Linked DNA regions of Mus musculus: regions 1, 2, 3, 4 and 6 are each linked to region 5. A link is a contact called in public Hi-C and HiCAR-type data. All regions are on one chromosome and are shown on one strand. Each heading gives the region's core, a stretch centred on a gene start, on an enhancer-like site or on the middle of the called end of the contact. The rest is flanking DNA. Distances are from core to core; before and after follow the strand shown. Region 1 has its middle 240 kb from the start of Gm40217. Region 2 has its middle 200 kb from the start of Gm29922. Region 3 has its middle 140 kb from the start of Gm40217. Region 4 has its middle 230 kb from the start of Gm29922. Region 5 has its middle 42 kb from the start of Gm12724. Region 6 overlaps Plpp3 (phospholipid phosphatase 3).

Region 1 (3,982 bases), core at 164-2,663, 640 kb before region 5:
CAACTTGACAGCTCACTAGTGAGATCTACCTTTAGATATGTCTGCCAGAACCTTTCCAGAGAGGATTAGCTAAGCAGTCAAACACTGCTCCCAGGCCCCTCTTCATGTGGGCAGCAGCACCCCACAAGCTGATGCTAGCATCTTAGGCTGTACACAAAGGGAGAACAAGAAAGCCTGCTGAATGCCAGCACTGCCTCCCTTCATCCTTTCCCACTGGAATGTAAGAAACCCAGCTGTCTCCTGCTGCTGCCACCAAGGATCAGATAGGATCACCTCCATACCTTCCCTGCCTTGATGGATCAGAATTCTTCAAACTGTAAGCCCAAATAAATCTTTCCTCTCTAAGTGGTTTCTTGTTAAGTGTTTGGTCACCTAACAAAAGCTCACCCCCTAACCAAGAACTGTTGTAAAACAACACTAGTGTTCATGTTGTGAAACCAAGACTTGGTCCTTCCACTTCCAGAAATCTGAGTCTTTAGAATTGTTTTTCCAGAAATTTATCTAAAATTCAAATGACTTCTTGTTTCTGAATCACACGTTCCTCCTTTGTGAAACAAAACAAAACAAACAAACAAAAAAAAAAACTAAACAGCGTAACCCTGAAGATTCTTTTGGCTTTAAAAGTATCAAGCCTGTGATTAACAGGGGAGTAGTGAAAATAAATGCTATGGTTTTAAATCTAAGATAATGCAAGTCATTTTACATTTTTGTCTGATTAAAACCAGTGCTGAGCAAGTCCTTAATCCCCACAGGAGAAGTTTGCAAACTTGAAGCCTGTCGTGAACTGAACCCAGTCTACAGATTCTTTTATTTATTGTTATTATTTTTATGGCCAATAGTGTATGTTAAAATTTTGTGAATTAGGGGCCAACAATGAAAGATGGAGTATATCCAGTAAAAATACAGACTTTCAACCTTCCTTCCTTCCTTCCTTCCTTCCTTCCTTCCTTCCTTCCTTCCTTCCTTCCTTTCTTTCTTTCTTTCTTTCTTTCTTTCTTTCTTTCTTTCTTTTGCCGGAAGACCTATAAACTCTGGCCTTCATTTTTGCATGACAGTGGTTAGGTCAAACTAAGAAAAGCTGTCTTCTAAATTCCCAGATCACCAGAGATCTTGCCTCACAGGTTTGGATCCCACCTGATTACTTTTCATTTGTTTCTATCACCTACCTGAGTGACCCCTCTACCAAGAGATTTACTATTTGTATTCTACAATCAACAGTGAGCATGTGGAATACCCAGAAACGCACTCCCTAAGCACTTAGAATTGTGTAATCTCAAAATAAAATAAATGACGTTAAGTGTGTGAGTTGAGTCCAAGCAGCCAAGGGGAGGTCAGAGTAGAGAGAGAAGGCTTTTCGATGCCTGTGTGAAACAAAGTGCTGAGATTTAATGACAGTGTGAGGCAATGGTGTTCTGTGTCTGCCAACTAGCGAATTGTGGTCCCGAGCTAGCTTATTGGGAGTGCAGTGAGCTGATGGGGCACTGGCCAGTCCCATTCTCACTGATGTACATGTACGTCTGAATCATCACACTTGTTTCCTGGAACAACATTTCATGTGCTGCTTTAACGAGGATTTGGACAATAGATTCATGAGATGACTTGGAATAGCTTCCCGTGAGTGAGATTCCAAATCTGGAGCCGTTGATTCTGGAGAACAGATGACTTGGGAGGTAAGGAGGGGCTCCCCCCAGATACTGGCAGCACTGTCTTGAGGGAGAACAGGTAAGCATCATGCCTTCCCACATCTCCTCAGGCTTGCCTTGAGCTCATTGTATAGCCTGATACCCACTGAAATTCTCTAGTCTCCCAGTGTTGGAATATTAGGTGTGTGCCACCATACCTTAACTTAGATGGGAAGCTTGGACTGTTGCCTGGCTGTATCTTACTATTTAGAAAACTGGATCTTCTATGCAGGTCAACATTCCAAGGGGGATGTATAGCTCTGTTGTGTTCGTTAAGAACCCACATATGTGCACATTTAGGCCCAGCTTCCCTTTTTGCTACTGTGAGCTCTTGTTGACGACTTACCTCCTCACAGCGGTACTCTCTTATTTGTAGATAATGGGGGTGTCACTCTTCTGTTATGGTTATTGTAAACACTAAAGAAGACATTTTATGTAAATGTACTTGTCTCTGGGCTTCTCAGCACTATTGACATTTTAGGTTAGGTATCTTACTCTTGTGGGAGGCTGATTTGTGTATTATGGTATGCTCTGTCCTCTTCCACATAGCGGTGACAATAGAAATTATCTACACACTTGCCAAATATCTGTTGGAGACACAATTTCCCTCTCATTGAGAGAAATTAACTTGTTTTTAGCTGACAGCTGGTGCCAAATGCTGGATATGCAAGTGAGGCCATCTGAGACCTGCAGTCAGTCAGTTTCCTGGCAGAATGCACACATATGAATGAGCCTGCCAAAACAAAACAAAACAAAACAAAAAACCAAAAAACAAAACAGAAAAAAAACACCAAAACACCAAAAGAACCATCTGCATAAAACTGTGAATCTTAGATGTCATTTATTATACCACGTTCACATTCGTTCTCCCTTCCTGCTGTCCTGGCCATGTTTCTTCTTCCATTTGCTTCTCCAGTTATTTCTCCATTCTGCTTTCTTATTACATCAATGCCTTTACTCTACTTCCTGACTCTCTTAAGATCTCTTCCTTCTCTCTCATTATCCCCTATCTGGAATCATGACCTAAAACAACACACATATATAAATATACATATATATAAATATATACATATAAATACATACATATATACATATGTCTATAAGTAATACAAATGTAAAGACACACACACACACACACACACACACACACACAACTTTAAGTCTAGGTTCTACCTAATCAGAGAAAAGATGAAGCATTTGTCTTTCTGAGCCTTGTTTATTTCACTTAACACTGTGACTTCTAGTTCTAATCATTTTCCTGCAAATGTCATGACTTTTGTTTTCTTTTTGGCTGCATAAAACTCCATCGTATATATGTATCACACTTTCTTTACACATTACTCTGTTGACTGATATTTCAGTTGGCTCTGGGAACAGTACAACAAGAAAAGATGTGTATTACATCTGTGGTATGTACCTGTAGAGTCCTTCAAGTATATACCCAAGAGTCATAAGGCTGAGTCACATGATAGTTCTGCTTTTCGTTTTTTGATGAATTGCCCCTCTGATTTCTACAGTGGCCACACAGCTGTCTATCTCCAAGTGCAATAAATGCTCATTCCTCTTTCTCTACATCCTCACCAGTGTTTGTTATCTTTTTTCCTTGTGATAGCCATTTGACAGGGAAGAGTGGAAGCATAACACACTTTTAATTGCATTGCTTTGGTGTCCAAGGATGATGAACACATTTCAAAGAATTCGTTTATTATTATAGTTCTTTTGAGAACTATCTACTCAGTTCATTTGTTATAAGATTATTTAGATTTTTGGAGTTCAATTTTTGCAGCTCTTTATATAGCCGAGATATTAATAATCCTGTCTGATGTGTAGTTGGCCAAGATCTTTTTCCCGTTCTGTCGGATTGTTGTTGGTTGCTTCCTTTGCTGAGAACTGACAAGTGGGACTTTTGAGTCTCACGTAGTCTCCCTTGTTAGTTCTCAGCATTCTTTCCTGAGGATGTGATGACTTTGGAGAAATCTTCTCATCCACTCCAGGAACCATTTCCTTTGGAAACCGAAGAGCCTTTTAGAAAGCTGGACAAGGGGCTTAGAGTCAAGGTTGAGCAAAGAGCTGAGAGAACTCCAAGGCCTCATGTGAGGGAAGAGTTGGCCTGCACTCAATGAATATTTATTGTCCTTAGGGTTGGAATTCTGATGAGTCATCATTTAAATTTCAGCATTGCCCAATCCGTGACCCATGTTCCCTATTATTTCATTATGAGTAAGATAGTGTTTTGTAGATGAGCTTTCTCTATCCAAATGTTGCATGAAGCTTAAAAATTGCTGGTTAAGAGTTTCTTT
Region 2 (4,409 bases), core at 824-3,323, 550 kb before region 5:
GTTATACCATAGACTTCCTCTTCCAGTGTTGTCCAAGGAACTAAAGAGAAAGGACCCTTTTTCCTGCTTCTTCTCTTCGAGCAGGAGGCGTTAACCAGTTGGATCTTCAAGCAGCTGTTTGACTTGTGCTTTTAAAATATGACTAGCTCAAGATTTTTCATTCCCTTCTTTATAACTAAACCCATCGGATACACATATTTTTATCAAAACTATGGTGGTTGGGAGAAGGGAATGCCCCTGGAGAGATCTTCCTGGGGTCTCTTTATTGCCAAGGAGCTTCAAGAGATTGGTTGGGACAAGTCATGGGGGAAAAGGTACCAAGGAAAATAGCAATAAATAAACCTCTGGCCTTTGTAGAGCACTCTACAGTTGATAAAGTTTCTACATAATTTTGTAAATTCCTCCTCTCTGAAGGCAAGTTTACATGATCCTAATAATACTGTTACTTTACAAATGAGAACTGGGTGGCTTCACTGAGTCCTAAGTTACTCACATGGTATTAAAACTTGACTGGCTCAATGACTATTTTCCAAATGTTACTACGTATAGGAGATCCACACCAGAATTTCCCTCATTTCACATCAAAACTTTTTAAAGGCAATTTTCAGCAGGGCATAGTGGTATACAGCTTTAGTCCTAGCATTCCAGAGGCAGAGGCAAGGGGATCTCTGCAAGTTCGAGGCCAGTCTGACCTATATAGCACATTCAAATATATGAACCTATGTGGGGGGTGTTCTCACTCAAACCTCCACAAATATGTAGATAAAAGGCAATTTTTCTCTCCACAAAATGTATACATAAAGGCAATTTCATCTCCACATTTAGTTACTAAAAATTATTTTTAGATATTTAGATTTGTATCCTAACTTACTTCAGACAATATTTAAGTGAATACACACACACACACACACACACACACACACACACACACGAGAGGGGAGGGAGGAAGGGAGGGAGGGAAAGAGAGCGGGACAGAGAGAGAGAAAGAGAGGGAGAGGGGAGAGAGATGCACAAGCACATGGATGCAGGCCCCCTTACACACACTCATACTGAATATGTGGGAACTGCATCTCTGAAAATTTTCTTGAACCCCAAACCTCAAATGGTTTGTTTAGATTTTGGTCATCAAACAAGAGCACTTGTGTTTCCCTCGCTCCAGTTGGGGGCTGGTGTGCTTTTGCACAGGGTGAGTAATGTCTAGCTCAGCCTCCGCTGTTGCAATCCAAATATACTCACGTTGTGCACTTAGACCCAGCCGGAGGAAGCTGAGACCCAGGAAGCCTGCCAGATGTTTACACTGCCTTTTCATGGAAAGCTAAGCTCTTTAGTTTTGTGTGCATATTTATTGAGCTGTGGAAAGGGATGTTTGAACAAAACCCATCCCAGGATAATGGAGGGCAAAATGTTAAGAGGTACTGATGAAATAAATACTGAGTTGATTTCTACTAAGTAATGGCCTGGCTCTCTGACAGACAGGTAACTCTTGTTTTTTGTTTGTTTGTTTATTTGTTTGTTTGTTTGTTTTGTTTTGATTTTTGATAGACACAGGACGCAGGATACTGGCTGTGGATGGATAGCCATGTGGTTTTTCAGGAAAGTCAGAATCTTCTATGAGCTATGACTTTTGAGCTCAGAACATAGGTGTAAGAACTGGGCAGTTAGGACTTGACTCAGCTTTACTCTGGACAAGTCACATCTTCTCTCTGAACCCTTGTTTTTCTCACCTATTACTTAGACTCACCACATCTTGGACTCTTATTAGACATTAATCATACAACTTCAGTGAAGCGATTAATAGAGTGCTTGGCTCTTTTCTGAAGCTTCATTCCCTGTGACTGTTGGGTCACGGTATCCTTCTGGCTTGGAAGTTCTTGGGATCCACAATGGGACCAGGCTTTCTCGGGGCCACTGCTTTCACAACCAGCTCACTTTTTCTTGGCCTCTGTTCACTTCTTGAAGCTTTTCTCATCTTTTCTTGTAGTTGTGACAACTCAGGCGCCAACTGGAGAGGAGCCTCTCTCCATGTGAATAAACATGTTGACAGGATATATGTAACTTGGACCAGGAGCTGTGGCCTGTGTAACCAAAGAAGAATTCCTGATGAGTTACGAAATTAGCCACTGGTGTTTGGACACTTGGAGGCAGGAAAATGCAAGAGTGCCTGGTTCAGGGACATTTTCTGCTTCTTTTGGTGTTGGGTTGGGATAGGCCCCTCACCTAAGAGGTCCCCTCTCTCTCTTTGCTCTGCGTCCTGGATGTTCAGATCTGTTCAAGTTCCATCTTGTTCCATCTTGTTCCACTGCCTTGCAGTGTGACCTTGAACATGAGCAGAACTACACTGAAGCTTAGGAATGCAGAATGGTGTGGTGTACCTGAATGGTGCTAAGTAATTGAAAACTGGCTTCAAATCTTAACTTGGGGTCTTGTCAGCTGTGACCTTGAACCATAACCAGTCATACTTTGTCTCAGTTTCCTCAACCTTAGGATGGCTTCTCTCATTGCAGGCTATACAGAGTATATAAATGATGATGGATGGATGGTTGGATGGATGGATGGATGGATGGATAGATAGATAGTTGGAGAGACAGACAGATAGAAAGATGGATGAATAGATTGAGTGGGTCAATACTCTCAGCACATAGCTAATGGTTAAATAATAACCTGTTCTCACTATAATCATCACAATTAAATCTTTTACCTATAAAGTGAATATTTATTTATGATCTCTCTCAGCTAAACTCAGCTTCTCTCTCTCTCTCTCTCTCTCTCTCTCTCTCCTCCTCCTCCTCCTCCTCCTCCTCCTCCTCTTCCTCCTCTCCCCCTCTCTCTCCCTCCCCTCTCTCCCCCCTCTCCTTTCTCTTTCTGTCCTTTCTGTCCCACTCCTTTCTCTACCTCTACCTGCTTCTCCAGGTCCCAAATAAACTTCCTTTTATATTAGGCCTGCGACATGGGTGATTCCTCAGGGGGAGCACTTGGCAGGGCCTGCTGAGGTGCTCCCTTCCGCTGCACCACCAATGCCATTTTATAAAATGCAACAAACTCAACCTCATTTATTTAGTTCTTTAACCTTCTAGTCACCTGGAATAATACTGTGCATTTGAGGGTGTGCTCCAGAGGTTCTCCCAGGTGCCCACAGCTGTATTGCAATTACTCTTAGCGGAGAGCTCAGAACCAGAGAAAGATGACCATGTGGCTAGCACTGTGGTGGGAGACCTGAAGCTCAAAGGCAAAGCAGATGACACCTACCTGATGAAGCCCAAGGCTCTTCAGCCTGCCCTTGCTGGTCTTCCCCAGGCAATACTTTATTCCACAGATGCTTCTGTGGGCAAAGAAAACTTTCTTATAGGTTGCTATGTCCGTGGGCTTTGGCTTCGAGTGAGTGGTTCTGGGTTTTGTTTTGGTTTTATCACGTGTTGTTGTTGAACTGTTCTGTGAGAAGACTTCTCTGCTCTGACAAGGAGTGGCATGAGGAGCCTGAGGCCAGGGCAAGGCAGATGACCACAGCTTCCCCAGCCCTTCTGAGTTCATGACCCTCCTGGCCTCTGTCCTGCCCTCAAAGAGACTGCTTTGTCTACATTCCACTGTCTTTCCCTGTAAACAGGGCACCTCAGCCCATCTATGTAACTTGCAAGAGAGTTTATAAACAAAGAGCTGCTGTGAAGCCTCCCTTTCCCTTCCCCACTTGTCCTGATGGAGCCTGGCTAAGGGACCAGGCTCCTTCCCTCTGGCTCATTGCTCTGCGATTGGTAAGCCCTCTGCAACAGAATGAAGTTTTCTAGAACTGAGGCTTTCATAAACATTACTATCAAAACCACTGCTGTTGCTTTTTTAAAAGGGTTTATATTTTTGTTTTATTTCATTTTTGATCATGTATGTGTGGGGGAGAATGAGTACCTAAAAAGACCAGAAGAAGGAGTTAAATTTCTTGGAGCAGAGAAACGGACAATTATGAGCTGCCTGACATGAGTACTTGGAACTGAATTTAGGTCCTCTATAAGAACAATAAGCTCTCTTAAAAGCTGAGCCATCTATCTTGACCCAAAGACAGTGCTTGGTATGAATTTGATCTTAACAACCCCTGAATTTTGTGACATTAGAGGACTGCATCTTGTTTTCAGTGCCTAGTATTTGAGGGACACAAAGTGGATTTTGCTACATAGTTGATGACGAGACTATATAACTTCCTGAATAAGACATAGTTTATAAAACTTCCTAAATCATGTGATGTCTTCACCAAATATCTGTAATTCTTTCCTCTTCCGAGCACATGGAGAAAGCATACTGCCCTGTCCTGTTTGCCTGTGCTGGGCATCTAACCATTCTGGCCAGCATGCCATTGGAAAGCAAGTGGCCACCAGTACAAGACCATCGAGGAATCTCTCTTTCTCTCACATGAAGATGATGCTCTG
Region 3 (4,401 bases), core at 23-2,522, 740 kb before region 5:
TATCTCTCCCATCGCAGACCATCTTTCCTCCCAGTGTTGCTGGAGGGGCACAGTCTTCCTGAGGTCAGTGCCTCTGACCCCTCACAAAAGCTGGGGATCTGGAGCTCACCACATAGCCTGTAGGCAGCTCAAAAGGCTAGAGAATATCCTTTCCAAGGGACTCAGTTGACCTTAACATCTCTTAGCTTTGCTGGTTTCCACTTTTTCCAAACAGCTTGTCTGGACTCAGAGTCTTCTTTGGAATTTGCCTTTTCTGGGAGTGACTTTCAGCAGGTCGGCTTGTTTATACTTGGGGACCTCATACCAGAGCCTTTAGACCAGATGGTCCTAGGCACCACTGCTACCTTGACCCCTTGTGAGTCTCTTTGAAATTCAGTTTCCTCATTTCTAGAATGAGAATAACCGTAGGGTGTGGGGTAGTTGTACTAGAGGTTGGGGAGATGGTACACCAGGAAAAGCACTAGCTACACGTGACTGAGGAACTAAGTTCTAATTCCCATAAATAAAGCTAGATACTGGGCATGCATACATCCCGTCACAGTGCTCCTGAGGGGAGTTGGGAGGTAGAAACAGGAGAATACACTAAAGTTTATGGACCAGGCAACCTGGTATATCCATCAGGAAACAAACAAACAACAAAACAAAACAAAAAACACCCAAGAGAGAGTCTGTATAAAAAAAAAGTGGAAGATGAGCCTGAGGTTGTCCTATGACGTCCTCATGTACATCATGGTACACATGTGTCCAGATTCATGAACACAAATGCACACATATACTAGGCCACACACATGGATGCACACATGTGCACATATATAAGCAGATAAAAACAAAAAATAAAGTAAGAGTTATGCTTAGCACAAAGGCTGGATAAATGCTTTGTAAAGAAATCAATGTACAGTTTGACTCTGTAGAAAGCTTTGTGGGAAGTGGCGGGATGTGGGAAGGCACTGGGAGTCTTCATGTGTCCCACATCACAGTCATCCCTGTCTCTCGCTTGCTGCTCACGTTCTTTCTGTAGTTTGTATTCACCACGATCCTCCTTCTTGCCATTCGCACTTGAGTTCTGGACCTTTGGCCTTGGTTTTTGACTCCCACTTGCGCTGAGCTCATTCTCTGAGGCTTTTCCTTCTGCTGAATTGGAAAAATCTCTTTTTCCTCTTGCACAACTTCTCTGATTCCGCAGCTGTGACAGCCCACCTGGCAGGGAGCTCCACTGTGGGACACTGACTGAGCTCAGCCAGGAACACCAAGACCTGACTGCCTTGGCCCAGTGAAGAACTCAGCCCTCTGATTATAGGCAATACAAAGAACGGCACTATCTCAAAGCCAACATTTTTCAGGCATTGGACAATTTGATGGTGGAGTTCATTTTCTCCTCCCATCTGGCCTGGCTCATTGTGATCTGTCAAGTAGCCTTGGGGCCAAAAGGACTGCCAGATTGGGTAATTTTCTCGGAGAAGAGCTATAAAGATGAGCGAGTCAAATGTGCTTTCAGCGTGAATCATAAATTGCAGGCACCAAGGCCAATACAAAGCACATGTCCAGCAGTGGGGGTGGGACACAGCAAGACAGAATTAATATTAGGTGTCCTGGGGCCATCACATCTCAGGAGACAATTCTATACCTGTGAAATCTTAGCATTTGTTGTAGGCATTTCAGCTTGTCTTCCAGAATGAATTCACATCACTGATATTTAACATAATAATTTGACATGGCTTTACTACTATGATGGTCCTGGCAGGTTGGCTGGAAACACAGACATATTAAGTGACAATCGCTGTATCTTATGCTAAGGGATCTGGTGAGGGAAGTACATGTTGCATGACAGGTCCTGATCCAGGTGGGGTGGGATTTGAGAAGGTGGAGGTGAGTCACATCGGAAGGAAGCAGTGTCACATGTACTAAAGAACAAGAAGAAACTAGCTAGTAAAATAAAGGAGAAAAATGAGGAAGTCCAGGGGAGGAAATAGTACCTGCAGAAACCTGGGACATGTAAGGAAATGCCATTTCCTAGTGAGACTGAGATACAGGTTAAGACACTGAAGACAAGGGTGAGATGAGCAATTGTAAGCTTTACTTTCCATATCCGTTCTACTCTAGTCCACAGGATGAGCAGGATGGAACATTCTCACACATACTATTGTCTCGCCAGCAAGAACACACGCGTGAGAAACTGGATCCTTCTGCAGCAACTTTATTACACCAGTTTCAACATGAAGAGGAATACCCCAAGCACCAAAAAGGCGCTGCTTATATACACCTTAGTGTGGCGTGTGATTGGCTGCTCTCCCAGAGCCTCATCACCACGCCCCGGGATGGGCAGTGACTTGGCACGAATTTACTCTTGCACCTGCGCACATTACTTGTTTACCAGTTAGGCACAGCGGAGGCTCATGATGGCAATTGCTCACGGCTCTCCACAGAACATGTCAACTGGGAAGTGATTCCTTACACTTCTAAAGGTGAAAATCCCTCAAGTTCTGATGACACTTAGAAACTCAACCATTGGAGATCATATCGCCCTGCTTTGTGGCTCATTCTCTGTGTGGCTCAACAGGTGGACCATCTACCCACAGCCTTCCATCTATCCACTCACACGCAGAACAGCTCTTGGGGACCATTGCAACATGACTTTGAGTCTTAACCTCAAGCCAATAAACCGCACCAGAATTTTTTTTTTTCTTTTTCTTTTTTTGTTTTTCGAGACAGGGTTTCTCTGTATAGCCCTGACTGTCCTGGAACTCACTTTGTAGACCAGGCTGGCCTCGAACTCAGAAATCTGCCTGCCTCTGCCTCCAAAGTGCTGGGATTAAAGGTGGGCGCCACCACTGCCCAGCACATCAGAAATATTTAAAGGAAGCCCATGACTAGCTGAGAAGAATAAGTTGATAGCATTTAAGAATATAGATGGGAAGGGACAGGCTCAGATGCAGAGAAACCTCATGGAAAGCAATTCCCATGGGTCAAGATAAAGACAATGGCCCTTTGAGTTATCGTATCGACAGAGAGATGGACAGGGAGAAAAGTTGTGGAGAGATGACTGAAGCTGAGCCTATACTCAGTTTCACAAGACTGACCTGTTTTGTTGCTGCCTCCTTAATTAGGGCAACGGTCCTAATCAATCACTGACCCTGACCCTGACCCTGCAGGAGATACTCTTGGAGGAGACAGAGATTTGTTGAAGTAAGATTGTTGCTAAAAAACTGGGTGGCGCCGATGTATGCTTTTAATCCCAGCACTCAGGAGGCAAAGGCAGATGGGGCTCTGAATCTGAGGACAGCCTGGTCTACATGATGAGTTATAGGACAGAAAAAAAACTCTCATGAACCTTCCCAAAGATTGTTGGGGAATAAGCTTTGTACTTTTAGGAGATTCTTCCGCATAGCCTAGTTGAGAATGATCATCCCAGTGTGAACTCTCCAGGCTTTGGCTCTGGACTGGAAGAGATCTGACCGTTTACTGTGTAACAACTTCTGTAGCGATGAGAACATTTCATCCTACAGAAAGCCCCTTAAACAGAGAGATTAAAAAAAAAAAAACCTGAAATAGCTTCAAGTCCCTAAAACTGACCAGATACTCTAGGCCCCTCTGGGATAGAGTAAATAATAAAAACTACAAAACAAACAAATAAGCAAACAAAACAATCTAAACAACCAACTGGGAAAAAAAACCCACCATCACCCAAACAAAAACAAAACAAAACAAAAACCCCAAACCAAAACAACAAACAAATAAACAAAACAAACGAACAAAAGCAAAAACTAGAGTTTGACTCTAAAGATTCCCAGACAAACCAAGCTCTGAGACCAGACCAACTAGCTAAAAGAAACCAAAACCAGCCAAGCTGCCTAAAAGAGGTTCAGCTCAACTAAGCTTCTTTTAAAAAGATACTTTCCACCCTGTTAGGCTGCCTGCAGGTTGTGCAGTGTGTTCCAGAGGCTGGGATAGGCTTTGGTGAGACAGCTGTCTTCAAGCCATCCTTCCCCAGTAAGTTAAACCGCATCCACATTACTGTAAGTGGCCTCAATAAAACTCACTGGCTCACCAAGTTGGCCTCTTGTGATATCTGTACTTTGCTCTGTTGTGGACTCCCTATCTGGGGATGTGTACACTTCTTCTCCCCAGGTAAAGTGTGGTTGTGCAACATCATCATTGACATTCAAACGCTGGACAGGAGATTTGCATAGATATGCGGATGAATGGTTGGGTGTAGTGAGCTAATAGATGCTTGGAACAAGTTGTCTCTGCTTAGAACATTTAAGTAAGTTATTTGCCAGACTGGTGTCTTATAATTTTAGATTCTGAGTACAAACTGGGCTGGCCACAGGTGAACCATCTATGTATACTAGGCCATCCATCCTACCCTTTTGTCTTTGTAAACCCTTCCTCCAGTCAGGCTCT
Region 4 (4,534 bases), core at 188-2,687, 580 kb before region 5:
TTCCAAGATGGAGCCTCACAGCCCAATATCCAGTGCCCAGGATAAAATCTGCCACAGTTTTACACCCCAAGGACCAGGGAAACATGACCTTTTTTTTTTTTCTTTAAAAGTCATCAGGTATCAATCAGAGATAATCCAAAAAAAAAAAAAAATGGAATGAGCAGACCTTAAATTAAGAAAAGTTTTAGAACCGTTCTTCAGGCGGTAAAAGTGAATGAACTAGAAATAAATGAATTCATAGTTATCAGAGGGAAAACAAGATTTTTAAGTCAATTTGACTTTTTAAAAATTACTATATCTTTAATCTTTTTTTTTTTTTTTTGCAGTTCATCCCCAGTGTCCAGGCCCCCTCACACCCTTGCCTTCACAGGGCATCCCCAGTGCCTAGTGCCATTCGAGCCCTTCTCCCCAGATCATGCCCACTGAACAGGGGTACGATTCCCCCTCTGATTTGTATCCATCATGCTCTTTCCAATACTGTCCTTCCATCCCTTCTTCCCTGCCTTTTTTTTTTTCTGAGCATTTGTGTTTAGAGGTTATTGTGGATGTATCGATTGGGGCTAGGTATCCAATGCTCACTCTTTTCTGCATTTTGACCACTAATGAATGGATCTCAGTGCTAGTCTTCATTTGTTACAAAAAGAAGCTTCCCCATCTACCTGGCCAATATTAATTAAAGCTTGCTTTAGTTGAATAATTGTAGAACCGGTCTTTCTTCTCGCAAATTTCAGATTGAACAGAACGTATAAAGGCTTTATGGAGACAGGGTATCCTGGCAATTGGAGGTCCAAGGAATGCCAAAAGAAAAGAAAATCATACCATGCAACAGACATCACATAAGAAATTTAATTGGGGGTGGGGGGGGTGGGGGGGGAAGTGAAAGGCCACCTCTGAGTAGGAATATAATATATTCAAGGAACTAATACATAGAGTATATATATATATATATATATATATATATATATATATATATATATATATATATATGGAGAGAGAGAGAGAGAGAGAGAGAGAGAGAGAGAGAGAGAGAGAGAGAGAAGATAAAGACACAAAGAGGGACAGAGTGAGGGACAGACAGACCAGGAAACAGAGAGTGGGCATGATGGTGGGGACCCTTTAAAGGGTACTCTTGTGGAGTTTGGTGGCTGGTGATGTCATAGCGGCTGGCACTGAGGCAGTCTGGGAGAGCACCTGGTCTCTAACAGATGCAGCCAGAAAGTCCAAAGAATTCACCAAGAAAATGCAACCAATGTGTGGTAAGGAAATCAGATCGATTTGAGTCCAAGTTTTCTGGATTTCGATGTCCTGTATTAGCCACCAAAGCCCAAGATAAGTCGTGACTTCCTGGGGAAAGACAGAGGCCAGGGAGTCTGCTGGGAAGAAAGCAACATGTGCTGGATCTCGGAGCTGACTCACCCAGCATCTCCCCACGCCCATCTTCTGCTGCTGGGTCCTGACTTTCCTGTGGCGCCTGATGTATGTTTTTCTCTGAATCACAGTGGGCTGGGATAGCAACACAAGAATTATGACAAAAATGTCCCTATGGGGGAAAAAAGATGTCACTGTGATTTTTAGGAAGCATCTGGGGAGGAGTTACAAAATCTTTGAAAACTTGGGGGTCAATTTTGTTATGGTTAAAATAATTCTCTCTCTCTCTCTCTCAACCTCCCTCCCTCCCTCCCTCCTTCCTTCCCTCCCTCCCCTCTCTAACTTCCTTTCTTCTTTTCCAAGGTAATAAGTAACTTTTCTGATCTAAGGTGGAAACTCAGAGATTAAAAAAAGTCAGATTCCTTGGACTTTTAGGAATATTTGCTTAACTTGGGTAGAGATGTAAAAAGTCTCATATTCCAAGGACTAAGAACTATCCACCCCCACCCACCTCAAAGTGAATCAGAATTTGCAGTTGTATTATTTGTCCTCAAGGCCTAGGAAGTGAGGAATCCAGAGATGAATTAAGGGAATAGATCTTAATGAGAGAACTTTGTGCATGAATACATAGAGTGTAAAGGCTGTCTCTTTTACAGCAGCTGGAAAAAGAAGAGAAGGTGGAGGGGAAGGAAAGAGAGGGAAGAAGAGGAGGGAGGGAGGAAATAGGAATAGAGGGGAAACACTATTCTCACCATTGACTAAATGAGGCCTCATTTTGTAGACCAGACGCTGGAAGGGCAGATCTATGGCCATGGAGAAGGTGGGAATTCAGAAAGTAATACAATATCTGATTGTCTAGTCTCAAATCCTGAACACCGGAATCTTTAGAGGTTCAAGAGCATAGTAATAAAGGCACATGGATTATTTTACATGTCTGACACTTGAAATAGTGGTACTTTTAGTAAAATCTGGCATGGAGAAGGGCTATTGTTATATTTGCAAAGGCCCATACTCTTGTTAATTCTTCTGGGTTCTATTCTGTTCTCTGAGAAGCCACACTCCTGCTGTATGCTACACATGGTTCTCTGCCTTCTCGACTCCCACTATACACAACAGCAATAAGACTGCATCACCGAGCCAAGGCCAGTTGGTGTTTCTCTTCTAGATTTCCACATCTCCTAGTGCTGACCTTGTCAAAGCACGGTCCATTCATACTGTGATGGCGCTCCATCTCTCCTTGTATCTTCCACAGACTGTAAAATCCAGCACCTCGCTCCTCTAACAGCTGGGGTATTGTTCTCTGAACCTTAAGCTTACTGAGGGTGCAGCCAGAGAAAGGGCAAGTGTGTCTGTTGGTACTGAAAGCTTTGCTCCTACCTCTCCTGTTTCTTCTCATTGTTCTAGAAGAATCATTTGCTTCTCTCTGTGGACACTTGGCCTTTCTTCCCCAGAACTGGTCTTCCTTGAGCTCACCATGGTGTTTTGTGTTCTCAGAGCTAGAGGTCACATGGCCCACATTGTAAACTCTCTTCTGTTCCAAGATACCATGAAACTACATAGGATGGTGAGCTGGGTACCAGTCTAGGAGCCTCATGGAATGCTCTCTGAGCTGTGTGAAAAGCAGATGATGCCACCTGGCTATGTAATTCATTGCAAGGATGCAAGGCAGGTACGAAGTACTTGGCATATGACTGCCATCAAACATTAGGTTCTGCCTCTCTGACTCAAGGGTTTTTCCAGCATCAGATTTTAACACTCTAGACTCAGAGTCTCCAAACACTCGCTGTGATTCTCGCTGCACACTTATTCAAATGTTTCATCAATTTTCCTTTTCTTGTTTAATTCCCTTTAAAATATGCATTCTATCAGTCTGTTCATTGTTTTGAGCTGGAGAGTTTATTTGGAATAAGTTTACCTCTGTTCTCAATATTAACGAGCTGAACCTAGACTGGGTTGAGAGTGTCCTCTTTGGTGGATATTGTTCTCTTCAAACATCCACCAAATTCTTAAACTCCATTGAGGAGGCAAAATAATTTTGTTTCTATTGGTTATATTTATTGATATTGGAAACTAAGACTAAAAAAATCCTAAAGTAAAAGTGTTTACTAACTTTAAAGAAACAATAAATATGTTGCATGCTTATAACACTGGCATCTTAAGACTTTTCTAAAAACAATTAGCAAGAAATGTGACATTGTTTTACATTTTTTGCAAACATCTAATGACAGATTTCACAAAAGACACACAGGTCCTCTGGCTAGTTCTGCAGTCTGACTCTAAGCAAAATGTTATGTGTAGTCTATAAAGAAAATCTAACCTCACACAGGTAACGACTTACATAAGGATTACAATTGCTTTACAATCATTTTTAGATAATTTACAATTCTTTGAGAATAATTATGAGTATTCTTTAAATCTACCCCAAAATGTGACAGGTGGTAAATTTTCACAGATTTGTTGTCACCTGAAATCTGAAGCTACAAAGATGAGCTTTTTGTGCTCAGCTGCAATATAATCTATTGGTGTCCTTTTTCCTTTGAAGGGATTGTTTTGCTCATATATAATTTTGTAACAGCATGTACTGGCCATATGGAAAATATCAGGGAACTGAATTATGTAGATCTTCCAAACGTTGACTTATTTCATTATACAATGTCAAAAAAAATCACATTCCTTATTATCACCATCAATCTCATCCAAGAGAGAAGTCTGCATTTGTACAATGTTGAGCTCAGGAAGGCAGATGCAAGTTTTCCAAGCCTTTAGTTTTTGCCTGAGAGCTTGGATCGAATCATCAGCATATATACCATGAGTTGTTTTCCTTGAAATGACAGGATCTTTTGGTTAATTTTTTGAGAAAACGTATATGGCATGTGTTCAATTCTAAATAGCCAAAGTTTTCAGTTGTTTGAGCAAGAAAATTAGTGTTTTCATCACTCCATCAGTGGTATTTAAATGAGAAGTGGCCGTTCTCCTTTGTCCTCAAACTGTAGATGCATTGGGTTAAACAGCATCACTCCTAATGCATTTGGTGTTCCTGCCATGATTCCCACTAAAGCACCAGCAATTGCATTCGATATGGATTTAGCATGTTGGTCTGGTTCACTCTGTGTCTACAAGACTGTTGACAAAATAAGGAAAGCAATGACTTCTTTCCATCTTTGTG
Region 5 (4,326 bases), core at 1,494-3,993:
ATGACTAAGAAAAAGACTGCTTCATTATAGCTGCTCAAAAATGTCAGGTCGTTATTATAAAAGTGCCTCTTTCAAACCTTGAATTCTCCAGAACCTGCCCAAGGTGGTGGTGGCTGTAGTAATAATAGATTCCCTATTATTACTATCAATACTACTATACTATAGTAATAATAGATTCCCTATCTACTTACTCCTGGCTTGGTCCCCTCCATTCTGTCCCTGGGCTTAGCCATGTCACATACTCTGGCCAGTAAGGCAGCATCAAACTTAACACAAGCAAAACATGATGAAAACTCTTGGTATTCCACTTCCTTTCTGGGACATTTCACCTCCCTGTAACTACATCTGTGCCACCAAGCCACCAGGCCCTCGGGGATAACTTAGAAGAGGATGATAAGCCACATATAGCAAGTTAAGTCTTCCTAGCCAGTGGTATTTTTAACTGTCCAGACAGACTTCAGGCTCATATGACACATGACTGCTATACAAGCTAACCCAGCCAAAATCTCTCAAGACTGTCCCAGACTCACAGGTTCACCCAGCTGACTTGAGGGTACAGGAAAAATGACAAGTGGCTATAGTTTTAATGATTTGTGTATTTGGATAGAGGTTACAATGCAGCCATGAATAACTAAAATGAAGTAACTTGGCTAGAGCCATGAATACATCAAATGATATCCTTGTACTCAAGAAGTGTGCTTTCTGGCAAACACAGAGATGTGTAAAGAGTGGAGGGAAATGAAGGTGGAGAAAGGTAAGGCTAACCGTGAATGCCAGCGAGATCTTACAAAAGACCTTGGCCACATGTCAAGAGGCAACAAAGAACATCTTGAGAGGGTTTGAGCAACACAGTAGTATAAACAAACTGTTATTATAAAAAGGTCCTTTCATAGCTGTGTATGGAGCAAGAATTGTGGTGTAGTTACCATTGAAAATGTGATTTTAGTATTGTCATTGTGAAACCACAGAAGTCTAGATTATGAGGCCAGCAGAGAAGATGGAGAGAAGGGAAGGTTGGAGAAACACACAGGACATAAGGTTAAAGGAAGTTGGTAGTCGTTCTTGTTTGGAGGAGGAAATGGAAGAGCTGCATCTGAACACAGACTGCTTGTTCGTTTATTGAATGGCTACTTACTGAGGGCTCACTTTATGCCAAGCACACTGTGCAGGTATCAGGGGAGACCATTGTTCCGAAGTTAGCTGTCATTATTTGAATGTGAAATGTCCTCAACAAGCTTAGATGTTTGAACATTTCGTCCCCAGCTAATGGGGCTGTTTTAGTAGGTTGCAGAACCTTTGGGACCCAGGACCTAGCCAGATGATGTAGGCCTTGAGGGTTCCATGCCCAGGTCCTGCTAGAACTCTGTCTCCTGGTGAGTGACGTGTGAGAGAGAGCTTCTGCGCATTCCCAATCCTGTGACTGACTCACTCCAGCCACCGTACCTTACTTGCCGTGATTGATTGAAACCCTGTTAACTCTGAGCCAAAAGGAGCTCTTCCTCCCATAAATTGCTTCTGCCAGGTAGTGAACCTGGATATTTAAAGAACTCTGAGCAAGCACATCGCAGAGATACCTGCGCATTGATGTTTTCTGCAACACTACCCATAATAGGGAGGCATCCATCAATGAAGGAACAGATGACAAAGATGTTGTGTATATACACAATGGAGTTTGTTTTAACCATGGCACAGAACAAAGTTATAACATTTGCAGGAGAGTCAATACAACTGCTGATAATCACAGAGCAAATTAATCCTGCCTCAGAAAGACAAACATCATGTTTTCTCTATTTTGTGTTTCCTAGATTTTATATTATAGGAATTATGCATGTATCTGTGGCATGGAAGTAGAGGGAAGCTGACAAAGGGAATAAAGGAACCTAACAGGACAAGAGGGAAGAAGAAAAGGAAGAGGATATGGTGGGAGACTATACTCAATTTGTATGAAATTTGTATTCGTATGAAAGTGCCCTTATATAACACAGCCCCAAGTACAATCGATGAAAAATGCTTAACTAAAATAAATAATCACATGGGCATCAAGATAAACCTGCAATTATAACTTGGAACCTATGGCAGAAGAAAAGTAATAGGAACATTTCAATTGCAGTGGTGCAGAAGTCTCTAGAAAGGGATCCCTAAGACATGAAATCTGAGCTGAGACCCAACAGATGAGGATGTGTTAGCTAGACACAACTGGGAAATCAAGGCATCGAAGGAAACAGTCTGTAAGAGCAATTGGGCTCTCCCAGACATCAGTGGCAATGTAAGGTAAATAGAAGAGTGGAGCGATGAGTGACAGACAGCACCAGAAACCAAGCTGGGTAGAGCTGGATCTGAGCAGGCAGTGCCTGTGGTCCACATCAGAGACTTAGACTAAAAATACAGAGTGTGTTTGGGAAGTGACAGGAGACGTTCCTGTAGCTAACTATTCTGCCTCCCCGTTGGTGGACAGAGGTACCACTCCAGATGTCTGTCAGTCGGAGCAGCAGATCTGGAAGGTGTCAACACCCTGTGGGAGGGGAGGGCTAGGGTGGAGGTCTCCAAAGACCTTCCTTTGGATCTGTCCAGAAAACATTGGAAATGGAAATCTAAAGGTGGCCAGAGAGAGCTGGCCTGGAGACTGGCAGTTGTCAGTGTAGGAGACACAGCTGAAACCAATTCCCCAGGGAGGACAGGAAAATGAGAAGAGAACCCACAGATGGAAAGTCCTGCAGGAGCTGAGAGAAAGTCCAGATGACTCAGACCAGCATGTGATTGCCACATCTCCAGCTTAGGTAACACCCATCGATGCTGTGGATGGACAGGAGTCCAAGAGAACACTTTACAGCAGGGGAATATAAACATTCCTGGGCCCTCTCCGTGTCCTAAGGTTAATATTGTTCATAAACTTGACTTGTCACAGACTGAAACTTCAGTAATAAATAAAGATACTAACTTGATCTCTAAGGGAAAAATCTGAGCTGGTCAAAATAACCTTTTCCCCTGGTAAACAAGATGAAGCCCTAGGATTGTGCAACAGAGAGAGTGGCCAGCCAGTGTTGAATGATGTCATACGCTATAGTCATGACAAATATGCCACATTTTATGCAGGAGTGTGATATGTGAAATAGGAATTGGGAATTAGGCCCAATGACTTCTCCCAGTGTCACCATAGATGGCCTCCACCTAAGCAAAGCCATCTGTCTCTATAACTGGGCTTTTTCATCTACAAAATTAGAAACAGTTCCCTCTAATTAATTTTCTAGCACTTATTCTTATTGAAAATAATTTTATACAAGTGACATGTACTATATATACATATATATAGTATATAATATGTACTGATCCCAATTTCTCCTCCTCTAACTCCTTCTAGATCCTCCCCCTTCCCTCCCACCCAACTCTATGACCTTTCTTTCTCTCTTCAGAAAACAAACAGGCCAACAAACAAACCAGAATAAAAATAAAACTAAAAGAGAAAAAAGGAAAAACATCAGAAACAGAGAGAGAAAAACCATAAAAACACAGAATCAGAAAGCATGATATGCACACAAAAGACCAGTAAGGCCAAAAAGAAAAAGAAAAAGAAATTCCCAAACAAATGCTATTGAGCCCATTTCCTGTTGCCATCTTCTGCTAGTCAAGAGGTCTGCCCTTCAGTGTGGTTTGCGTATCCAGTAAGTCTCCACTGGAGAAAACTAATTTGTGCTTTGTGAGTGGTTATCACCTGGAGATTAGCATCTGAGTTAGGGATGTGGGTTTGTGTCCACTTCCCTCCTAGCACGGGGACTCGTGCAGACCCTGTGCATGCTGGCATAGTCTCTGTGAGTTCTTAGGTGTGTCATCCTTGTTGTGTCTGGAAGACACTGTTCCTTGCTGTCTTCTATCCCCTCCAGCTCTTCTTTCCTACTCCTCACACAGCCCCTGAGCCCTGCCCCTTGGCTTTCCTGTCTTCTATTCAAAGACAACCGGTAAGAACAAAGACAAACAATTCTCAATACGCTTCCACAATGTGCCAGACCTATACACATATTACATGGGAAAACTCTGCTAATTAAGGTTGAATTCTACCATTGACCAGATAGCCTTCTGAGACTTGGCATAATATGGAGGGCCCCCTTCATTGGCAGGACTTCCCTTCTCTGACCTCATCTAGGGAACTCAAACCCCTTACCACACACCTCTACCGGCAGGATGTCATGTAGCTTTAGTTAGATCATGGATTCAGCTTCCTTTCTCCTCGTAAGAACCCATTCAGCTAGCACCTGAGATTCCTGAAATGCTTCCCCATGCTAATGAGGCACTCTGGTACCCTAACCCTTTAGCCAACAACTTTCGCCCATC
Region 6 (4,357 bases), core at 878-3,377, 990 kb before region 5:
TGGAACTTTGTATAAATGTATAAAAATGACCAAGTATGCTTTCAATCATGGACAGAAAATCAAAAGCATTGGTCCTGAGATGCCCAAGGATCTTGTTTATTTCCCAAAAGTCTCAAATATGCTCCGTGTGGAACATGGGAGCGTGCTCTGTGCCACATGCAAATTTCTTACTGAAGAGACAAGAAGAAGAGCTTAGTACCTCCAGGACTTGTTTATTCAGGATCAGGCTTCAGTTGGTCCACATCTGGACTTCATTAGGTCTCCTCACCCCCACCCCAACCTCCCTTTATCTGTAAGAGGTCTGCCAAGAAAACAAGGTTCCCCAACATTGCTCCTCATTAAAGGTTAGTTGAGTTTTCAACTGAAAAAAAAAAAAAACCGGCTGAAGCTTGTGCTGGCCCAGCAGTGAGTTTAGTGGGAGACCCAGTCCCCCAGTTTACAATCCACTCCATCTGTGCAATTACCAAGACCACCAACAGAGAGGCCACATTAATCCTTCAGTTATGTTGTCCCCTGATCAAATGGCTGCAGAGTTCTTCGGAGACCCTCTCATCCCTTGGGGCTGGTGGGAGGGGGCATCTATTTGTGATTTAACAAACAGGCATTGACCGCCTCTGTCTAGGGTTTCGTTTGTTCCCTCTCCACCGCCCACCTGTGTCACTCCCAACTGCCTGGAAAGAGATGAGGCTGGCAGCAGTTCCCTTCTAGCTACGCACAGACCTTGGGGTACATGACTATTTGAAATCAGTATTTAGGATGAAGCTGACGAGTCTCCAGTTTAAATAACAGCGTGTATGGGTCTGAGGGACAGAGTCTGTGTGAGTCAGCGTGTAGCAGGCGGGGACAGAGTCAGATCCTTTTATGAGCTCAGGGACTAGAAACGAATTTGCCTTATCTTAAATGCTCTTCAGCGGCTATATGAAGTAGGCATTATTTTCCCCATTTTATGAGTGAGTGAAGACATTGAAGCGTTCATAGGAGAGTGACTTCATCCAAGGTTACTGTGCTGAACAAAAGTGAAAGTGGGAATTAAAACTTGGGTTTGCTTAAAAGCCCAAGTGTTCTAATGAAAAAAAAAAAACATTTTTTTTTAACCTCCAATGTATTTGGAGCCATGTAGAGTTTTTGTTGTTGTTGTTGTTTTTGTTGGTTGTTTTTTTTTTTTTTTTTTTGTCTTTCTTTGGTCAACTATAAAAACTTTGAGTTCTTAGTCTTAGAAAGTTACATGTGTGAAGACCAAACACCCAGGCCAGCAGGCAAGTGATCACAGGTGAGAGCAGGTAGTAGTGGTTTGTGTGAGATGATTAGAATAGAGGAGACAAGCTAAGTGCAAGGCCCGAGACTCAACCCCCAGTATGAGAGAAAAAGAAGAGGAAGAACAGGAGGAAGATGGAGACAACTACCTACTGTGTGTGGAAGATGCTTAGTGGGTTCTTCCCTCAAACCACACAGTCATTGTGGTAGACACTGTGGCTGAGGTATAAGATGTGATTTTGCCCTTGAAGCATGTGGTCTAAAGGAGAGGCAAGAGAGTTCACCAGCAGTGCTGTTAAAGCTCAAGGAGGGAGACGGATTAGGCAAAAAACAAACAAAGAGCGTGGGTTCTAGGGATGAGAGCGCTTTAAGGAAAACGCATGTCAAATTTTTCTTCTGCTTGGGACTGAGAAATAAACTGAGGAAATCTACTGTTCTCCCCTTCTGCTTCTCGGTGACCAAGGGTAGAGGCTGTGAGGTCTGCAGTCCCTGGGATCTCAGAGAAAGAGGGCTTTGGGATCTTTTCACACAAAAAGACTTGATAGTTTTTAATGAGCATGTATCCTATCTGATGATCAGCAGGCTCTCACGCTGCTGATGCTAGCACCACCCTCCTGTTTGTGGATAAGGAGCCAGGTGTAACATAGAGAGCCAGGTTTAGTGTGCCTGTTACTCCGGGTACACAGGTGAAAATGCCTGAATTTGGTGCCAAGACCAGCTGGCACTTGAAGTCCTCCTTGAAGGGGAAGGATGGGATTTTCATCAGAGATCCTGACTTGCAGGAGAAGGGGGATTTCTGTAACAATGGAGGAGATTTTGCAACTCTAGGGCACTGGCAGGAACTGCAAAGCAGACCTGTTTGGCTGGAGAAACAGGGAAAAGGGTGAGGACGAAGTTCAGGTAGACAAAGAAGACCGGGGCATGACTGTCAAGGTCTCTGGTGGTGAGGAATTTTCACTTCAGTTAATTGCTAGAGAGCAACAAGAATATTGTTCTAAGTTAGCAGGGTCAGTTTTTTAACTATGGTAAGAATGAAGCCTGAACCCTCGTGGTGGCAATATGAGAGGAACTAGAGGGGGAAAAAAGATGACACAAGGGATCTGTGGATAGTTGCTGATGGTGGTGAGTAGGGAAATGGAGGGGTCTTAAGGGTCTGGGTTTTTGTTGTTAGGTTTAGGGGCACATAGACTAGAAATACAGGGGTGAAAGTTGTCTTGGGGGGAGGGTGGGGATGGGTTAAATCTTAAACTCTGATCTACTAGTATCAGTTTTATGTCCATTTGGGTGAATTATCAGAGGCCAGGGACAGGATTGATGGGAGGGGGCCCGTTCGTCCTTAGGAGATCATTTCATCTTCACAGAGCATTTGAAGCAGCTAAAATCACAGCAGAGAGCCAGGGATACCACTCTACGAAAGAGTAAAAGCCAGGTGTGGAGACATTGGAAACGGAGAGCGTAGCTTGGAAATAGGAAGAAACGCACAGTGGTACAATATCAAGGAAACCTGACAAATTCAACATGAAAGAGGACTGTGAAGTTGGCAGCCTGCAACACTCTGGAAAGAGCTGCCAGGAGACTGGCATGAACTGGCAGAGTATCTCTTCAAGGAGGACTTTGGCTGGGAGCGCTTGCCATTTGGGAAAATAACTGTACTTCAAACCATGTTCTTCAGGAGACCTGTGGGCACAGGGCAGCCACTGATGGCTGCAGCCATAATTGGCTTCTGAGGTTTCTCTCTCTGGCCTCTTTGTCATCTGTGTTAGAAGTCAGAGTTGTCACACCCACCACTGTAGCCTGAGAAATGTCTGTGACGTATAGCCTTTCTCAGGCAGCATGGCACTGAAGTGCCAAAATGCTGGAGACAGCTGAGTGGGAATTTTCCAATCACTTAATTCTACTCAAGTAAAGATCTGGCCATTTCCTTCTAACAGATGGAACATTTGGCTTCAGAGAAAATTCAGCTCCATTCCTGATTCCATCTTGAAAGGCAAAACCCAAGCCTATTATATTTTCCCTTAGCCTTGAGACTGAGAAAAAAAAAAGAAAAAGAAAAAACAATTCTCCATCGCCAAATGTTTGTTGACTGAATCTCTTCTGGCGCAAAGAAGTTCGTTAACCCATATACACATGCGCGAGGTCTGGGGGTTAGGGTAAAGCTAACAAGGACATAAACATACAAATAAACTCAGTAGTAGACCTGTATGGGTTGGTCTGGTGCTGCTTGTATTTAAATGCTAAATACTGGCTCCCAAGATCTGGTTGCAATGGATCCACTACAAGAGACCTTACTTGTATGCCTTTGTATTTGGGACTCAAAGACCAGCTATCTTCTGGGACTTCAAGGAAACGGCTATCTTGGTACCATTAAGAAGAACCCAGGAGGGAGGGAGAAGGGCAGGTGTCGGCGATGGGGCTGCCAAGCTGTCCTGCCCTTCTCCTCCTTTAATTCAGAGTGACTCACTGGCCTCTCTGGCCTTTACTGCTCTCACTTGGAAAGTGTGTCAGTAATCCCAGAATGACCTGCAGGGCTCTGTGAGAAACAGACAGCTCGACAGAGGGAAAAGCGCTTTGTAAGCTGTAAAGTTCTATGTAAATATTATTAAAGCAGAACCGAGTATCGGGATGTTAGCCCTTCAGAGTCACCCGGGGAAGACGTCTCAGTTTTTAGAAGAGGAATTGTTAGGACATACTGTGTAAAAATATGACTTTTTCTTGGGGTGATTTATAAATAGAGCAAAATGTTTAAAACAACACAGCAGCTGAGTGGTGGTGGCGGCGATGGTGGTGGTGGCGGCAGCGGTGGTGGTAGTGGTGGGGTCCTTCTGCAATGGGCTTCTTTTCTTCTATCTTGTTTCCTGGAAAGATCAAAATCAAAACCACCACACACGTATTTTCTGCTTCTGCCCTGGCACGGCATATTTCCCACATCCTAATCGTGCAAGAAGAAGAAGAAGAAGAAGAAAAAACAACCAAAACCAAAATGAGCCTTTCAAAGTGCCAGGCATTTGACATATCGCCCATTGAATTCCTTGCCAGCCTTGCCAGGTGGATATTATTAATGCTATTTTCTATAAGGGACCACCTAAGCCCAGACAGGTGAAGT

The links. A called contact is a pair of places that touch in the nucleus more often than the background predicts. HiCAR-type assays count read pairs that join an accessible place to other places.
Region 1: a Hi-C map of uterus shows a contact between it and region 5, with 2.7 times the contacts expected there. The contact joins two enhancer-like sites. A contact is called at or near these places in 1 of 484 Hi-C or Micro-C datasets (uterus) and 1 of 115 datasets of contacts at active chromatin or transcription factors (pancreatic cancer cells).
Region 2: a contact with region 5 is called in a Hi-C map of uterus, with 3 times the contacts expected there. The contact joins two enhancer-like sites. A contact is called at or near these places in 2 of 484 Hi-C or Micro-C datasets (liver and uterus) and 1 of 115 datasets of contacts at active chromatin or transcription factors (pancreatic cancer cells).
Region 3: a Hi-C map of uterus shows a contact between it and region 5, with 2.3 times the contacts expected there. The contact joins two enhancer-like sites. A contact is called at or near these places in 2 of 484 Hi-C or Micro-C datasets (both in uterus), 3 of 115 datasets of contacts at active chromatin or transcription factors (embryonic stem cells, fibro-adipogenic progenitors and heart atrium) and 1 of 9 other capture datasets (embryonic stem cells).
Region 4: a contact with region 5 is called in a HiCAR-type map of fibro-adipogenic progenitors, with 4 times the contacts expected there. The contact joins two enhancer-like sites. A contact is called at or near these places in 2 of 115 datasets of contacts at active chromatin or transcription factors (fibro-adipogenic progenitors and heart atrium) and 1 of 9 other capture datasets (embryonic stem cells).
Region 6: a contact with region 5 is called in a Hi-C map of liver, with 2.8 times the contacts expected there. The contact joins two enhancer-like sites. A contact is called at or near these places in 1 of 484 Hi-C or Micro-C datasets (liver), 3 of 115 datasets of contacts at active chromatin or transcription factors (embryonic basal ganglia, embryonic stem cells and epiblast stem cells) and 1 of 9 other capture datasets (embryonic stem cells).

The regions. Positions count from the first base shown.
Region 1 is chr4:105,553,773-105,557,754 of GRCm38.p6, forward strand. No RefSeq gene overlaps it. Among named protein-coding and RNA genes, the nearest start is that of Gm40217, 240 kb to the left of the region's middle. Within about 2 kb of position 1,414, at least 17 of the 459 cell types and tissues checked have an H3K27ac peak or open chromatin away from gene starts, as enhancers often do. A contact at or near this core is called in uterus, where this site is marked.
Region 2 is chr4:105,639,773-105,644,181 of GRCm38.p6, forward strand. No RefSeq gene overlaps it. Among named protein-coding and RNA genes, the nearest start is that of Gm29922, 200 kb to the right of the region's middle. Within about 2 kb of position 2,074, at least 52 of the 459 cell types and tissues checked have an H3K27ac peak or open chromatin away from gene starts, as enhancers often do. A contact at or near this core is called in liver and uterus, where this site is marked.
Region 3 is chr4:105,456,074-105,460,474 of GRCm38.p6, forward strand. No RefSeq gene overlaps it. Among named protein-coding and RNA genes, the nearest start is that of Gm40217, 140 kb to the left of the region's middle. Within about 2 kb of position 1,273, at least 27 of the 459 cell types and tissues checked have an H3K27ac peak or open chromatin away from gene starts, as enhancers often do. A contact at or near this core is called in fibro-adipogenic progenitors and uterus, where this site is marked.
Region 4 is chr4:105,609,729-105,614,262 of GRCm38.p6, forward strand. No RefSeq gene overlaps it. Among named protein-coding and RNA genes, the nearest start is that of Gm29922, 230 kb to the right of the region's middle. Within about 2 kb of position 1,438, at least 31 of the 459 cell types and tissues checked have an H3K27ac peak or open chromatin away from gene starts, as enhancers often do. A contact at or near this core is called in fibro-adipogenic progenitors, where this site is marked.
Region 5 is chr4:106,192,963-106,197,288 of GRCm38.p6, forward strand. No RefSeq gene overlaps it. Among named protein-coding and RNA genes, the nearest start is that of Gm12724, 42 kb to the right of the region's middle. Within about 2 kb of position 2,744, at least 53 of the 459 cell types and tissues checked have an H3K27ac peak or open chromatin away from gene starts, as enhancers often do. A contact at or near this core is called in fibro-adipogenic progenitors, liver and uterus, where this site is marked.
Region 6 is chr4:105,200,559-105,204,915 of GRCm38.p6, forward strand. The region is part of intron 2 of Plpp3 (phospholipid phosphatase 3); the gene reads left to right. Among named protein-coding and RNA genes, the nearest start is that of Plpp3, 45 kb to the left of the region's middle. Within about 2 kb of position 2,128, at least 38 of the 459 cell types and tissues checked have an H3K27ac peak or open chromatin away from gene starts, as enhancers often do. A contact at or near this core is called in liver, where this site is marked.